Linked DNA regions of Anser cygnoides: all the other regions are linked to region 3. A link is a contact called in public Hi-C data. All regions are on one chromosome and are shown on one strand. Each heading gives the region's core, a stretch centred on a gene start, on an enhancer-like site or on the middle of the called end of the contact. The rest is flanking DNA. Distances are from core to core; before and after follow the strand shown. Region 1 overlaps LOC136786547 (a long non-coding RNA gene). Region 2 overlaps MAPK1 (mitogen-activated protein kinase 1). Region 3 holds the start of PPIL2 (peptidylprolyl isomerase like 2).

The links. Hi-C and Micro-C count contacts between places; a contact is called where the count stands out from the background.
Region 1: a Hi-C map of liver shows a contact between it and region 3, with 3 times the contacts expected there. The contact joins the enhancer-like site here to the promoter of PPIL2 in region 3. A contact is called at or near these places in 2 of 7 Hi-C or Micro-C datasets (both in liver).
Region 2: a Hi-C map of liver shows a contact between it and region 3, with 1.7 times the contacts expected there. The contact joins the enhancer-like site here to the promoter of PPIL2 in region 3. A contact is called at or near these places in 3 of 7 Hi-C or Micro-C datasets (granulosa cells and liver).

The regions. Positions count from the first base shown.
Region 1 is chr17:9,266,797-9,269,735 of Taihu_goose_T2T_genome, forward strand. It overlaps LOC136786547 (a long non-coding RNA gene), which reads right to left. Exons shown (of 5, transcript XR_010825503.1): 4 at 2,337-2,418. Among named protein-coding and RNA genes, the nearest start is that of MAPK1, 9.8 kb to the left of the region's middle. Within about 2 kb of position 1,680, at least 2 of the 3 cell types and tissues checked have open chromatin away from gene starts, as enhancers often do. A contact at or near this core is called in liver, where this site is marked.
Region 2 is chr17:9,243,165-9,245,864 of Taihu_goose_T2T_genome, forward strand. The region is part of intron 1 of MAPK1 (mitogen-activated protein kinase 1); the gene reads right to left. It overlaps LOC106031264 (a long non-coding RNA gene), which reads left to right. Exons shown (of 4, transcript XR_010825580.1): 4 at 349-624. Among named protein-coding and RNA genes, the nearest start is that of MAPK1, 14 kb to the right of the region's middle. Within about 2 kb of position 1,332, at least 2 of the 3 cell types and tissues checked have open chromatin away from gene starts, as enhancers often do. A contact at or near this core is called in liver, where this site is marked.
Region 3 is chr17:9,091,601-9,094,527 of Taihu_goose_T2T_genome, forward strand. PPIL2 (peptidylprolyl isomerase like 2) reads left to right here and starts at 1,391. Exons shown (of 20, transcript XM_048063659.2): 1 at 1,391-1,544; 2 at 1,681-1,730; 3 at 2,537-2,582. The coding sequence starts at 1,513.

The DNA.
Region 1 (2,939 bases), core at 430-2,929, 180 kb after region 3:
AACAGTGATCATGACAGCAGTTTTATAGTGCCTTTCTTACTACCTCCTTTCCATTCATCATCTTCCTCTCCTGTTTGCCTTTTACTCCTTCCAAAATCTTTCTGCTGCAGCTACTGACATCTAGAAATGTACTCCCAATCCAGGACCTTTTTGCTTGCATGCACACTCACAAACCAGATAGATAAATGCAGGCCTTCTTTCTCAGGACAAGCATTTAAAAAAAAAAAAAAAAGAAGTATTACACAATCCACAAGACATGCGCATTACTCACCAAAACAATCATGGGTATCCGATTTCTGCAGCCCTGCCTCTCAGTGATTGTTTCTTTCCAATATCATACCAATGTATCAAAGCCAGTACCCAATATCAATTACATGTGTATAAAGCCAAAGCTGATGGAGTGGATTTTTTGTACAGCTATATACAAATATGCAATAATGATCAGAGGCAGTCCTACTGTGAAGGACAGAGGTATCTTGGTGTGTTTATCTTGTGATGTGCTATGATCATTTATACTGTTGAATTAAGAAAAACAACAAGCTATGAGCTTTTCAAATGGAATCCATTGCTAACTGTCATTCATTGCTCCATTCTTATTCCACATGCATTAGGAAGTGCACATTATCTTATAAATCAAAACATATGAAACAAATAAATGCCTTTATATTGTAAGAAAAAAAACCTTTCTAGAAATACTGTAGAAACATTCACATCCCCTATTTCTGTCTTTTATAAAAGGCTGGCTGTGTCTTATTATCAAGTAAAAAGTAAACAAACGTAATTTCATCAGTTCTGTCTTTCGTTGATTTGCATCAGCAAGAATAAAAGACAAAGGCAGAATGGAAAACAGCAGCTTTGTACTAAAAGTTTGAATGCACAAAATACTTCTTTCTCCAGCTGTCAAACATTAAAAAACGCTATGCATACCAGTAATAATAAAAGTGTCAAACAATCAACCACAATGGGAATCACAATGCTTCATTAAAAGCTCTAAAGCAGAGTAGAAAAGCTTCCAGCCATTTGTTAAACAGAACTAAATGCTAAGATAGTTTCAAAAGCATCAGAAGATGCTTTCATCTAGTCTCGTTAGCCAGATAAATATCTTGTTGCTTCGTTCAGTCTGGTCTTGGAGCTTGCACCAATTCAGCAGCAACAGCTGTACTTGCTGTTTGCTCTCCTGAGACTGGGGCATCTCCCAGCAAAACAGAAAAGGTTAACGTCCCTTCCAGTGATCAGGCCTTCATTCCACGTGGTGCAAGGATATAATCAGTAATTTTGTATTTACATATGTAATTAGGTAGTATTTGGAGAACCTAACCTATTTGTTCAGCTGACAGGCGATGTTGTGATAAGGAATTTCAGCAGACAGGATATTTATAGACCCTTTATCTCTATGTACAATCAGAACTAAAATGTCAAACAATACCCTGAATGAAGGGTTGTTTCAGTTCAACTTTTCTCCATTGTTACTTTTCCCTGTTTTTTTTTTTTTTTCTCCGTCTGGTTACTGCTTAAAACTTGGCAGGGAGAGGAAAAAAAGGGAATGTGACTCACACTGACAACTTCATTTGCTGTAAGAGACCTCAGTAATTGCTCTAACCCACTTACAGGAAAGCTACCCCTCCTCTTTTTCTCTTCCTCCACCCTTAGACATAGACCATATTTGTAACACGAGCAGCCTCGCTGATCTCAGAGGTCACGCTATCACTTATAAAGTAGCCAGGCCTTTTTTCTTTTCACTTTTCTTGATCTGGATTCAAGTTAACCCATCACAAGAACTTAAAGCCGCTTCAGTTTAAGGGGCAGCTTCCTGCCACGGATTTCTCATGAACCTAATAACCAGGGTTTCCGAAGGACTCGCAGCTCAAACACAGCAGGGTTCAAGTGGCTGCTCCCATGACGTGCACCAGTCTGGCAGCCAGTGCCACAGCTTCAGCATAAAGCTCCTGGCGAGCCAAACAATTGTTGTCTTTTCCTTTTTGTATGTGCTGGGGGCAGGGGCAGTGAATAGGAACAGAAGAATCAGCACAGATGCCTATGCAGCACTCTACCAAAATATATTTTCATTTTTAATTACATAATCAACATAATGAGAGTGGCATTCGTAGTGAGGGGGCGGAACAGATGGCAAAGACTTAGTTTTCAGCAAGACATTAATTAACAACAACTCTGGTTTCTGCTAGAAAAGGGGTGTTGTTCTGCTCTAGCAGGGTTAAGATGGGTGCTTACTACATAGAACAAAACTTAGTTTCCAAACACAGAACAATGATTTATTTTTTTCCCCCTATGTCCCTGTTGAAATGTTCAGGATGCTCTAAAACACAGCAACATCCTACCTGCAAGGCCTTATTAGAACCCAGCACAAGTTTGTGTCCTAACAGTAGTTTGGGATTCTCCTTGCAAACGCTTTTGAGTGCTCTGCGGACATATAAATACAAAAAGGAAAGGGAGGAGGAGTTAATATGATTGAGAGAGCTTTGTGCAACTTAAAATTCAGGTGAGGTTTGTAATATACAACAGCTTCATAGAGATATTATTAAAGTTAAAGCTGCCTTAGATGCTCTATGGGAAGTTCTCCTTTTTCCCGTTCCACACGTTCAACTTAACATCTTCAGCATACTGATGCAGCTGAGTTGGAAAGAGCTATCCCAAGGGGGACTGAAGCAGAAAGTAGCTTAGAAAGACATTTATTAAAACCACAGGCAGAGAATACATCACCCAGACACAATGAATAGGGAAATAATACATGCAGCCGAAAAGTCTAGCCTCTATTTTTCTGTCTGATGAGACGACTGGAGAGCCAAGCACACTGAGCAGCCCGCAGATCCCCAGCTCTCCCCCCCACCCCGTGCTGCCAGGTGACACGAGATTGCTTTTTCCTGCTTTGCATTCCCCATCGCAGGCTCTCTGGAGTCACACGCCCAGGTCCTGCAGAGGCC
Region 2 (2,700 bases), core at 82-2,581, 150 kb after region 3:
ACACCAAGCAAGTATTAATTATGACTGTTGTTACTACATATGTATAGATAACACATTAGCAGTTCACAAGTCCCAAAACAGATAATAAGAAAATGCCATAAATGGAACTCAGTGTAGCCTTCAAGAGTACTTCCTCATCAGTTCTTAATTTGTAAATCACCTGAGGTGTTTAAAATATGCCAGCAAGGTATGTCAAAAACTGGGAAAAAAAACTAGAAATATTTCTTAAGCATGAGCAACCCATATTTGGGAAAAATAAAAATGTAACAGATCATTTTACTGTAACAAACAAACCTCCTACCTTCTTCTTTGTACTGACTGAAGCCTATTTTTTCTCCCACAATGCAGAATCTCACTTCCTTTTAAAGCACTGGACAGCAGCAGCTATGAAGAGCAGAATGCCCAATATTCCAAAACGCCCAATATTTACCAGTTGATGCTGCTGCTTAAATAAAAGCCTCCAACCCCTTGCAATATTGGATAAATGTCTAAGTTACTGCTTCTCAAGTAGAGGTTGGTTACTGAAGAAAACAGTCATCTTTCCTTGCACAGATGCAGTGAACCTGAATCTATCAATTAAACACTGAAGATTTGCTCTCTTGTAGCTTAGTTTCACTTACAGCTCTTGAAGTATTTTCTTAGCAAAAGCTTTAGGCTATTATTTAAAAAATGATGGGCAATTTTGCTTTCAGATGGTTCAACCATGAAACTCATGATTCAGTGTGGAAAAAAGTATTTGCAGTAAAGATGCAATCAATTTCCTCCCCAGTGCACATTCTGCATACAGCCATTTTTCTGTGCGTATCAAAAGATCTCACCACACTACTGTAGCTAAGCATACATCACTGTTCCCACTGCAAACACTCAGCTCAGGAGAGCAAAACCAAAGCTAGTTGAACATTAAAAGGGATTTATTTCTGTTAACTTTCTCAAACAAGAGATTTTTTGTAAATTGATTAAACATATGAAACATGACTCAAATTCCTGCGAGCAAGAAGCTAACCATGCATTTGCCTGTGCATAGCTATTTAAATAGCATGAATAATACAGGCACATAGGAAATCTATATTATAAATTTAGCATTATTTCACATTCTCAGAGACACAGCCCTCAATGAAAATACGTCTTTGAGTAAACTCTGTGATCCTTTAAAAACCAGTGCACTTTCAAGGAGCCATGTGCACTAAGACCCGGAAGATACTGACACTAAAATACTAGAGAAAAAAATTTGGCCACTAACTGTTTCAACATTTGCTGACATTTACAAGGAAGATGTGGTACCTGTCCTATATATTAGGCTGAACTTCAACAGAACTGGAGAGTCACGTTCCCTGTCACACACACATGCCACAGACATATTGTTATACAATTTCATAGGCCAAATACCTATTTTGCTACATAGGAAACACTAAACTAATAAAACTGAGTCCTCTGCAAGTCAGACTGAGCCACCTCCCAAAGCTTTTCCTGTTCCTCACAACCTGCACCTGACCTTTACTACCACCACCAGGAGCACCCACGACTCTCCAGAGCACTGCTGCAGGAACACGTTGCTCACACACTGAGTCCCTTTGCAGCGCTAGGGCATGGAACAACGACTCTAAGCGATGCAAATCCAAAACCCTGGTGCACTAACTCACTGCACTTATTAAACAGCTTACTTATCACTTAACATAGGATTCATCTTGCTTAGCCGTAGCTAGCATTAGAGATCTAATTTTATGACAAATAATCGCCTGAGCTCCCCCTACAGTCCAAAAAGGAGTAGCTTCACATACACATCCCATCCAAGCACATTCTAAATTTAGATTATCTGCATTCTGGAAGTGCTGTTCCAGTGTGCACAGCCTAACCTAGCTGTGTAAACATTCAGCTTCTACTGAACCTCACAAGTGTTTATATTTTAATTGAAACAGTTAAATGGCACTGCCTTCTGAAGACATGAACCTTCTGTTACCAAGACTTTCTTCCAGAGAAGATCTGTAAAGTGAAAATAACAGTCCACATACTAACAACTTTCAAAGCGCTGCTGTATAGCTTTCCGTTTATAATCCTTAACATATACCAGTCACTGCGCATCGGACTTCAGCAGTCCCTGGGTTATTCACATGATAGCAAACCTAGTTACTAACACTACATATCCAAAAGGAAGGATTTATCCCCCCTGTGCTATGCAGCTTCACCAGCTGATGCAACCACAGCTGTGGATGCTATTTATCTGTAACACGATAAACTTAAATACAGATTTTGCAACTGCCCAACTCCAGCATACACAACATTATTACTATTTCAAGCTGTGGCTACTATCCTGTTGACAACCCTCAATAGCACCAGTATCTAAATACTTTTATAAGAAACCATATAAAACTCAACACAAGCCCTGGTGCTTGGTAAAAAGCATCTGGCAAATATGTAACTAAGTTTTGACTCATCTCACGCAGCTGTACAACCTGGACGACACACACACATAAGCCAGGAAGCCGTGCCACCCGGGTTGAACGCCAGCGACTTATCGCTTTACGACTCGGACTCCAGCTTCCTGCTCGCAGAGCCCAGGGCGGAGCAGCCTCCAAAGACATGACCCAGGCGTGTGCGGCCGCAGCCGGGGAGCTGGCAGGGAGCGGCAAAGCAAAGGCCGAGACGAAGGGCTGACACGCAGCCCCTCTCTCGTTTGCTCCTTCTCAAGGGAGGAAAGCTTTT
Region 3 (2,927 bases), core at 141-2,640:
CTTTTTGTATGTACAAAAATAAATGAACACTGCATTGGTTTAAAAAACAAAAAAAAACACAAATGTGGCCTTGAATTGTTATTACAAATGGCATCTCCAGAAATGTCAACAGAAGCTGAATCATGTTAACATATCTAGAAATACATAATATAGTCTGGGTGATCTTTACTCTAAAAGCATGATCAGACAAGTATTTGTGATCACGCTAGAGCAGCTACATCCTAAAGCCACATCTCCTCTGAAGGGGCAGGAGCTGTGTGGGGAGTTCTCATTATCTTAGGCAACCCAAAGTAAAAAGGTCTCCCTTAACCACTGCTGAAAGAAGTCAGTACTGCAAGAAGAGATGAACTTCATCCAGTTATGGCAATGTTCCTTGTGCAGCATTCCATAATAACAAAATAGTGCTGCTGCCCTGCCAGCAGTTCACTTGTGGAGTGGTTTTTGAATTGCACTGAAACCAAGTCAGTCAACTTGTTTTCTTCCCAGAAGTATGCTTGGTGCTGGGAAAGAAGCAAGTGTATGTCTTCAGTTATTGCCAGGACCTAACTATTTAGGTGTGTCCCAGTTTACTGCCTTAGTTGGAGTGTCTCTGAGTAAGAAAATTATTATTGAAATCAGTATTTTGTATTTTAAAATTACCCCTTTGTTACAGGGGTGTAGTGCATGCCATGTACAGCAACTTCTAGCAGAAACAATTGATCTCCTTCACCCTTGTGAGGAATGCCAGGCAGCAATGACAAGGAATAGCTGCACTGCTGTGGATTTTGGCTGATGAGGACTGACTGTTCTGATAGGTGTCCCTGCAGTTACCTCGTTGTCTGGATCCTAGGAGGGAGAGATGTGTTCCTTAGGGTAACAAAACCCTCCGACTAGGGAGAGCCGCCCCGGTTTCCTTGACCTCTGGTCCCAGAAGTTCAATAGTACAGGTGGTAGTGTTGTCTTAAGCTACGTTTTTCCATTTTCAGCTACATGCTTTTGAACTGGGCTTTTTTGGAAGGGAGGCCTGTGCATCTGCAGAAACAAACCTGCTCTCCCAGTTAATTTGGACACTTTGCTGAACTGGAATCAGTTCTGTGTGTGTAGGGGGGAGGAACTGAAGTCTGATGTGGACCAGTTGAAACGCACAATGGTTTTATTTTTTACTTTTTCTGTGGAATCAGCCACCAGGCTGACTGTGAAGAGCGGGAGTTGCCCTCCCTCAGCCCCGCACGCCTTCAGCCGTGCCTGAGGCCTGGCTTTCCCGAGCGGGTGGCGCCGTGTCCCTGAGGGGCAGCAGGCCCGCCAGCAGCCCCCCGGCCCCGGCAGGGCCAGCGGCTGCCACTTCGTTCCCCGCGGCCGCCCCTCGAGGCTCTCCCGCTCCTCCGCCTCGCCTCGGGCCGGCCCCGGAACACCGCTCGCCGCCCGCGTTTCCCGGCGGGGGCCCTTCGCCGCCGCACCCGCCCCGGAAAGGCGCCGCGGCCTCAGCCGTGCGGGTGCTGGCGGCGGTCGGGGCCTCTGGGCCGAGCCGCAGCCATGGGGAAGCGGCAGCACCAGAAGGACAAGATGTGAGTGGGGCGGGGGGCAGCGGGGAGGGGGGCGGCGGGCGGCCGGGCGGGGGCAACGGCCGGGGGGCGCGGGGGGCGGCCGGGTGCCGTGGGGGCGGCCGGCCGGCGCCGTGTGGTGACCCCGCTCTGCCCGCAGGTACATCACCTGCGCCGAGTACACGCAGTTCTACGGCGGCAAGAAGGCAGGTGAGTGCTCGGCGCCTCCTCGCGGCCCTGCTGCCCCGGCTGGGGGCCTGCTGCTGCTCATCGCCGGGCTACGAGCGGCCCTGCGCCGCGCTGACCGCCGGGGCTGGGGCTGCCCTCCTCAGACACCCCCAGGTTGCTCTCCTCAGACACCCCCGGGCTGCCCTCCTGCTCCTTTCGGCCTTGTCTCCACGCTTGCACTCAAATTTCCAGTCTCCTCTTTCCTGGAGCTCCGCAGAGTTCCTTCTCTAAATGCTGTCCCTTGCTTCGCTTGACCAGTGGTGGGAGGGCTCTCGCATGGGGTCACGTAACTCAGGGTGCCTGGTGAAATGATCTCGAGCACAGCATCCTACAGGTGCTACAGGGATGTCTGAGCTCTTCCTGAATTGGCTTTTGAACTGCTGAGCCTTGTAACTTGGGGTCCTAAAATTGGTGACACTGATCAGCGTGAAAACTGCTGAAATTTGAGGCGTGATGCCTAGATGAACTATCCTTGCCTTAAGTAAGTTCTGCATCTACCGGTAGGGCAGAGCATGAAGGCACTTACAAATTAATCATCAAATTTAAATTCAGTGCTGTCAGTCTGTCAGAGCTCTGTTCACTTTATTCTGATTGTGTTATTTCTGTGGAGGAGCATATTTGTGCTCTACAGTAGGAATCTGATTTTAGTTACGTGTTTGCAGGATTTAGTGTATTTATTCTTGTCATTGGTAAATTGCTACCACACAGATTGCACAATGTAACTTCAAATGTTTCTTTGTTATCTGGAATACTTTGTATTAATCCCATGTTTTGTTTCTCATAAACAGACCATCCACGAACTAATTTCAGACGTATATCATTTGATCACTGCAGGTAAAGCAATAAAATTACATTATCATTATTAAATGACCAGTCTGTTCATCTGAGCTATTGCTGAAGCTGTGTTCTTCCAAGGTACTTTCATTGACTTGTGTCTGTTATGATAGTAATGCAGCAAGACAAATTTCAATAAGAACTGAAACGATACTGGAACTTCCCATCCTTAGTGTCTGCTGAGATTGAATTTGATAGCTAAAAGAATATACAAGTGATAAAATAACTCAGAACAGTTACCATGCATGTTCCCACCTTAGAAATCTGTGTAATTGGGACTTCAGTCTATTTTTTCCTGCTTAGATTATGATTGGGCAATTACTTGTATCTCAGAGGCAGTGATTA